Linked DNA regions of Zea mays: region 1 is linked to region 2. The links are chromatin contacts, called in public Hi-C maps. All regions are on one chromosome and are shown on one strand. The core of a region is the stretch at or near the end of the contact, and the rest is flanking DNA. Distances in the headings are between cores, read along the strand shown. Region 1 holds the start of LOC109941050 (L10-interacting MYB domain-containing protein-like). Region 2 holds the start of LOC100501627.

Region 1 (4,136 bases), core at 432-2,931, 350 kb before region 2:
CTGCTAATTGTTTCATTAGAGTGCTTGAAATCCTTTTGGACGGCAGTGAATGACCAAGCATGACCACAAATAACAAGAAACAATCCTAAAGATTCCATAGAGCTCATATGGATGGAAGAGGATAGACCAAAGTCTCTTACCAACTCATCATGCAAATTGTATAATAGAGCTGGTTCCATCCTAAACATGTTGTAGCATTCTTTTGGATTGTTCAATGCTTCCATGACCCAAGAAATACCAGAAAATGTTGTTGCCCTTGGCTCATTCTTATCAACATATGATGCATAATACCATGATAAAAGAGATGCAGTAGCCACAATATTTTTTTTGGTTCCCAATAATAACTTGAAGAACTTTCAAGTCTTCTGAATCACTTGAGTCCCTTTCACTATCAGAAGAAGAAGAAGACATATGTATACATCAAAGGAATGAGACAACAACAAAATATCTTAAAAACAAAAACCAGTGAAAAGGGCAGCAACAAAATAGATAACAAAAAATAGGGCAACAACAAAAGTGATACAATCCATCCACAATAATGTCACAACAAGTTCAAACCGGAGTAAAAAGGATTAAACAGATACATAGTAGCACTGAAAATGGGACATAGTGCTACAAAAAACTACAGATCCTAGTGACTCATCCTAGTGACCCAATCATGTTTCATTGTAAGCCAGTTGAAGCGTTCTTCCGGTGTGTCCAAAGTCGTAAACATCTCCCTCTCTGCCCTCTTGACAAAAACTTGAGATGCTATGAAGTGTTCTTTTGTTCTTGGAACTGCACCACACTCCTTCACCAGTGCCATGACATCTCTAATGGAGCACCCATTGTCCTCCTTTCTTGCCAAAGACTCAACGGATGTTGTGCTCTTCTCACTTGCTATCACAAGTTTGCTCAATTGATCTTGCACCAATGTCCTCCCAATGACCTGGGCTTTTTACCCTTGTCCTTTCGACCAACAGAAACATGACGCTTTCCTTTAGCAGTTGTAGGGGAAACCTCTTCACATTCTTCACATTCTTCATAGTCTTCATCCTTGTCATCATTGGCCTCATAGTCTCCATCCTTGTCATCAGTGTTCTCAGTGGTTTCACCCTACAGAATTTGTGGTGTAGTACCACTTGACGGAGCCCAATGATCATCTCCTATGTTCCTAATATCTTCATACATGATGGCTTTTTCTTCCTCATGCAACAGAGGCCCATCTTTAAACTTGGCAATTCCTTTGTATTGCTACACATTAGGAGAAAGAAGATGTTAGACATATAACATGTAACACAAGATGCAATAAATACAATTATCAAAAGTTCTATTACCTTATTCAAGTTCTTCCACCTTTCATTTGTCGCACTCCAGGTTTTTTTCGCGGTGTCCCATCCCAAACCAGTTTCCTTCGATAGTCTTTTCCAATTTGTGTACTCAATCCTCATCTTGTCCCATTTCTTCTTGAACTGCATTTTGGTGTAGGACAACCCAGACTTTTCTTTGAATTTGTCCATCACATTTTTGTACCCTATTTTATTTAAGTGGATACCAGAACGGTTGTGCGCCTTCACTTGTTCGGCGAACAATTCACACACTAGAGCAGTGTTATCTTCATTCCAATCGACACTATCACCCATATTGCTGTAAAAAAATTAAAATCTAAAACAAATATATGCAGCTACCAAAAAGGAATGTGTTCTACCACAGGCCGGTCGTGGATAGCAGAGCAGAGCGGCACCGCGTCTAGCGAGCAGAACGGCGGGACGAGCAGAGCAGAGCAGGGAGCAGAGCAGAAAACCGGGACGAGCAGGAATCGCGCCGCCCCCGCGGCCGTGATCCACGTCTGGCAAGCCAGCCTGAGGCGCCGCGCAAAGGGCAGGCACCTCTGGACGAACACACAAGCACACGGTCAGAAGAAGCACGTACCTGGGAACCGCAGGATAGCAGACGCGGTTGGAGCTCTCGCTGGAGGACGACAAAACTGCTAGAGATGGGCGAAACCCTAGCCGCCGCTCCCTTCAGCGACAGACAGGGGTCACGGGACAGAGGACGGGCGCCGTGGAGGGTTGCGGGAGGGGCTCGTTATATTTTTGTCCAATGGCAATTGCGGGTAATTTCGATCAAACTTTAAGGGGAGGTCCATATTTGGTTGATTGAGGAGCTGTTTTAAGGGAGGGTGGAGCAGGTTTTTTAGATCCCACATTTCTTCACAAAAACAACTCCGAATCTTTTGGCTCCATACGAGAATCAGTTAAAAAAATACCTGTTTGGCACAGCTCCTCCAAATCCTCGCTTAGAATCAGGAGCTGGAGCTGTGCCAAACGGACCCTAAGTATCCCCAGGTCATCTAGGTCACTGGATGGGCGAGATTTGACCGGGTTTTTCGAGTCCATCCGAGATCAGCGCGGTTGTTACGCGGACTTTCGGGCAGTGAGGGGCGATGCTGACCATGGCGGTCCACACGTTAGCTGCTCAGGTAGGAGGGGCGCGAGCGCGACTGGCTGGCACTCGGGCCCCACAAAACAGCGAGTATCCCTCATCTCTCTCAGGTTCGCGGACGCCGACCTTCCGGGCCCACCAGCCAGTCACTCATCAGGTTCGGCGCACGTCGTTTGGGCCGCGCGGGGACAAGAGCGGAAATGGGCCTCCAACGGAATTTGACCCGCGCGACTGGTTTGATCCTTCTCTATCTTTTTCTTTTTCCCTTTCTGTTTTCTTTTCTTTTTATTTTTATATTTCAAATTTGAATTCAAATTTTGTTGTAAAATTCACACTTAGATTAAATGCACAAATTAAAATACCAGTATGAAAAGGTATATTTATTTATATATATTTTTATAGTGTGTATTATTTTCCTTTCCTTTTCTATGTCATTTCAATCTCTAGACTTCAAATTAGGTTAAACCCTAATTTCAGCATTAATTAAATGCACAAGCAAAATCTCCAACATGATGCATAGATTATTTATGTATCTCTAGTTAATTTAGGCACTTTAAGTATGATTATTAATATTTATCATGAATAGAGGGCAATACACATAAGGAGATTAACTCTTCTCTTATTATCCACAAGTTGGGTATTGCAGTCCGCGATGGCGCAGGGGTCGTCCTCTTCGCAGTAGACCTAGATCTTATCTCTCAGGAGGGACCCTGCCGAGTATGAGAGATTCTAGGGTGTGTTTTGGCATCAACAGGCCACACAAGGCGCCTCTAGTCAACGTAGAGTCAAAGAGAGATAAAGAATTGAGGTAGAGGAAGGCGCTCGCACCAATCGACGTTCGTCGTCCGGCGCCCGTGCCAAGAAGGTGGAGGCGTGGAACCGTGCACCTGTCGTGGTCCGTGGAGGTGCGGCATCGGGACGAAGGCATAAGCATCAGGCGTGGATGCGCGATGCCAAGATGAAGGCACGGGAAGTGAGCAAGCCTTTGCGTGAGTGAATTAGGCCTCTTATGGTTTCTTTTGGGCCAAAAATGTATACCTATATAAAAAAGTTTTGGACTACGACCCGTGCCATGGCCTAGGTGGTTCGGACCTAATATTCACCCCTGAGGGCTAGTTTGGATACTTTGGGATTAGAGTGTTTTGAAGGGATTGGAGAGGGTGTAAATCCCTAATAGATCAAATACTCTCTCAATACATCTCAATCCACTCCAATCCCACTCGTTACTAGAGTATCCAAACTAGGCCTGAACAGGTGTATGAAAACGAACGGGGTCGAAAATATTAAGTAGAAACTCATAATTTAATACAAACACACATGATATTGATGCCTAACTGACGAATGACTGGCAGAGCAACAATATGGAATAAATAGATACAGAGAGGCAACACTCTATTATTGTTTGCTTGCTAGTGGTATACATATAGTTATGACTGATGTTGTTTAAGCCTTTAGGCCACTTGTCATTGAGGAGAGCCGGTGACTAGAATGACCTCTTGTGCTATAATTTGTACATAAGGATATGTGGCTTTAGCTAATGCACTAATGCATATTGGGTTGATCCTGGATTCTCAAATATGGAATAATACGAGTTAAATGCGACTAAAAATGGGATCCCGCAAAAACAAACAGGATAAACCCTCTCCCGTTTCTATACTGTTTCTGGATTTTTCCGTAAATTCGAAAACGGTTAGGTCAAATGTGAAAAACGA
Region 2 (4,158 bases), core at 266-2,765:
AAACTCTTTGCTACTAGACGTTGCCTGTCATCAGTCTTTGCGCTTGCTGCCTTCGATTCTGCTGATAGATCACTTTTGCTCTATTGAGGCCTGGCCTGGCCTCTCTTCGCTAAGTTCCTGCTTGACAAGTTGACATCAAGCTAGTTTTATTTTGCAATGGTCTGTACTGCAGAATGTTCATTTAATCAGTTATGTTTAAACACGGGAGGCCAACTAATAAATTGATTTGTTGGAGTTGATTAGTAATGCAGTGGAGGAGTTTACAGAATTCTCGCCTTCTGCAACATCTATCATGGTTCTTTGAGTATTATTCATCATATATAAGTAGAATTGAAAATAGTAAAACAAAACAATAGCCGAGACACATAAAATAGTAATCGAAGAAGTCTAAACTAGGCGACAAGTCAGGCAAATGTTCATGAAAATGAAACCGTTGTCATCCACCAACACAGGCAAGTCCTTATCATTGCCTGCTCCTGCGTTTGCCCCATCAGCAGGAACCGCCACCACGAGGGAAGAACAAGGTACTTGATGAGCAGAGTGCAGTCCTAATCACTGTCTGCTCCTACGTTTTCCGTCGCAGCTGCATTCAAGCCCTTACCGCAACCTGCATGCATGTCGTCGCCGCCGGAGAGGAGCAAGAGGGAGCTAGTATGGGTGGTAGGTGCGGGTGGCGCACGCACCCGGCGATGACGGGTCGGAGGCAGAGGCACGCAGGGAGGGGAGCACACGATGGCGTTCGGGGCGTGCTTATTGAGGTCGGGCCGTCGGGGAGGATCTCGACGAGCGGACGCGTGATCCCGAACGGCGCCGCTGAAGTTTCTCTCACCGCCGCCGACGCGGGAACCAGCAGCTGATGCGCGCGCTCGGCGATTGGGGAAGAATCCGTCACACGCAAATTTACGAGAGGCAAGCCAGTCGATGCGGGATGCGAACAATATTAGGGCAAGAACAGGGAACTGTTGGAGGGCTTAAAATGAGTTTTTTTCCCTTAAAACGTTTTTAGTGTTAGTTTACGGGTTCTCTTGGAGATGCTCTAGGGGCGGATATAACCCTGACTCCCTAAGACGCTGGTTCGCTTTTCTAAGTACCTGAGACACTTAATAGACTTTGTGATATAACCCTGAGCCTCTAAACCATAAATGCAATTACAAAATAATATGCATGGAGGGTCGAAGCCTGTCTCTTATATTTTTTTATCTAACCCCTAAAAACTCCTAAAAATCTATATAACTAAATGGTTTTTTGAAAAAATAGAAATTTCTTAGAAAAATTGAGGTTAACGAAGTAGCTTTTAACGGGATATTGCCCTTGATAACCCGCACGTCCGTTCGGCATCCAGAGTTTCCAGACTCCACTTCAACAAGAAGACAAAAAGCGCAAAAGCTCGCACTACGAAATGCCCAGACTGCCCCCGAAAACCCGCACCAAAACGTCAAAACCCCACGTCTCCATGAGTCCATCAGTCCATGACCCATTGCTTCTCCTCCCCGCTCGCTCTCCCCCGCGCTGTACTTTCTCTTCGGCGAAAACCCCACAACCACCGACCAGAGATGGCCGCGGTGAAACCCCAACCCCATTTCTCGCCGCACGCCACCTTCTCCGCGCCCGATGCCGGACCTGCCGACACCGGTTTCGCCGTCTTCCGCCTCCTCCTGCCCTCGTCCTTCTCCGACGCCGACACCATGCGCCTCTACGCCGCCGTCAACCCGTTGCGCCGCCGCACTGCCACGCTGCAGGTCCGCGTCGAGCCCCTCGACCCCGCCTCCGCGGGCGGCCGTGTCGTCGCCGCCATAGTTGGCCCCACCGTCCCCGTCCGCCGCGTCGAGGCCTCGTCCTCGTCCGCGGAGCCCCTCGCGCTCTCGCCGGCGCAGGAGGCGCTAGTCGCCGTGATTGATACCGAGGGCGCGCTCTGCTGCGCAGTCGAGAAGGAGGCTCGCGGCAAGGCCCGTCCCGGGTGCATCACGTGCCTGCTCCTGGTCGATGCTGACCGGCTCGAAGCTTCGACCGGGAGAGGCGTCATGGAGAGGATCGCCCTGGAGGCCGGCGCCGACGTGCGCGTCGCGATGTGGGAGGAGGGCGCGCAGCCGCCACGGGGGCAGCCGCTTGAGGAGGTTGTCGAGGTATACTGGCTATTTTCTCTTCTACAATTCTCTTAAGCTGTTGGTTGTACGTGCTACACTTGAATACTTGATACTTACTAATCGTTCAAAAAAAAAACTCGACCCGGGGTGCATAGATAGAAGGTCACAGCGAACGGTCCCGACCGATCCCGACCGAGAAACCCCCTAACCCTGCCATCCTGTCACTAACGGGGTGACTCACAGGCTGCCCACACAGCAAAGGCACCCAGGCCGACGTTGCCACAGCCGAGTCGCTCCCCCGAGAGCGAGCGAGAACAGCGAGGGGATTTTTATTTGTGAGAAATCAGGGGTCGAACCCCCGGGGGACCTCGCCGGCTCGCCGCCTTCACCACCCGGGATAAGCCCGGCCCTCGATACTTCCTAATTGTTATTGTGCACTGTGCATTGCAAATGCTCTTTTTTTGGGGACGTGCGGATTACGATTGCATACTGTACGTGAACTCACGCGTTTGGACTAGTGCACTGTCATGGAAAAATGATTGAACGTCTTTGTTTACATGGACATAGGAGTCCTAACTATAATTTAACAACGTAGAAAAGTGCAACTTATTTAAAGGTGCAGCTTGCTCTTTGCTGCCGTATGAGTAGGTATAGTTGTTTGTTGCTACGCACCATACCTACCTTTATGGATGATTTTCACGCAAGCTTGCACAATGTGAAGTCCAAAACACAAAGGTATTGTGCATCGAAGCTAACAATACTCTTGAGATTCTTTTGGATTTGACATGCTGTGCACTTTTTCCAGTGTAATATTATTTTGTTGAACTGGATCCATTTTGTTCTCATTGCATCATTTTAGTTATGCATTACCAGGTCGTGGGGTCGAAGCAGCCTCTCCGCTTTTGCACGGAAAGGCTTGCCTCGGTTTATTCCTTCCTCAGCCACTGGGTCTGTCCCTGCCACTGGGTCTGTCCCTTTATTGTTTCAGTGTTGCATTCATAGCATCTGGAGGTGCATCATGAGTCCATTTCTGTCTTTGTTTCCATGTTGGAAGAAAATATGAGTAACTTATAGGATACTATAGGTCTATAATATCTAGCCCAATGAATCACATATAACAAAACTTTGTTCTTGTATCACCTAATACACTGTAGCAATGAATAATCTACTTGGTTTCTGATTCATTTGCTGCAAAACGAAATTATGCAATATGCATAAAATGGCTTGCTAAATAATCAGGGACTCCCATTGAACTTTTTTGTTTGAAAGGTCTATTCTGTGGAGTTTCAATTCGATCATATGAAACTCAGAAAATGCTTAATTACCATGAAAGTTTATTGCTGTGATTTGCTACTCAACAGTTTCAGTTGATGTTTCTTATTATTTTTCAGATAACTGGAGATAGAACAGCTGTAAGGAAAGCTCTAGTTGCTTTGTCTAGCTTTCTTCAAGGTGACCTTCCAATCGGTAACTCAACAACTTATGTTAAGAAAGAAGGTTCAATACTCCCATGGGCATCTTCAGAAGTACCTGGGCCTAATATGGGGGCTTCGTGCTCAGAGGCATCCACAGAGTTTGCACAAGGCAGTGTTGCTAAGACTCATTGTCCAGAAGGTAATACAGGAGATGCTCAAAGTAAAACTCTTCAGCAAGTTTCATTCAGGCTTCTCTTGCCTACCTATCTTGCTGGAGGTTTGATTGGCAAGAAGGGCTTGATTATCAAAGGCATTGAAGTTGAAACTGGTGCTTGTATTGATGTTGGTGCACCTGTCGCTGGTTGCAAGGAACGTGTAATAACAATTTGCGCCCTAGAGGTTTGAATTTGAACACAAAAGGCTCCCTTTCCCATTGCTATTCTCTCTTTTAGTGAATAACCGGTGCTTAACTGTTTGTTTGATAAGATAACAATTTTCACAATGGTTAAATGGCTGTTTGACATCTCCATGAATCTAGAAACTTTGTATTATGTTTTTTGTGAATCATATTGTATATCTCATTCATTTTATATATTTGATTCCTGATCCTTGTAGAGCCCAGACTCGGAATATCATATAGTGCAAAGTGCACTACTTCT

The links. Hi-C and Micro-C count contacts between places; a contact is called where the count stands out from the background.
Region 1: a contact with region 2 is called in a Hi-C map of leaf, with 6 times the contacts expected there. The contact joins the promoter of LOC109941050 here to the promoter of LOC100501627 in region 2. A contact is called at or near these places in 4 of 25 Hi-C or Micro-C datasets (ear, endosperm, leaf and 1 more).

Annotation. Positions count from the first base shown.
Region 1 is chr7:41,147,069-41,151,204 of Zm-B73-REFERENCE-NAM-5.0, reverse strand. LOC109941050 (L10-interacting MYB domain-containing protein-like) reads right to left here and starts at 1,681. Exons shown (of 2, transcript XM_020541524.2): 1 at 1,317-1,681; 2 at 474-1,233. The coding sequence starts at 1,622. The coding sequence ends at 1,096.
Region 2 is chr7:40,795,203-40,799,360 of Zm-B73-REFERENCE-NAM-5.0, reverse strand. It overlaps LOC100501627, which reads left to right and starts at 1,515. Exons shown (of 7, transcript NM_001196310.1): 1 at 1,515-2,123; 2 at 3,476-3,898; 3 at 4,115-4,158. The coding sequence starts at 1,554.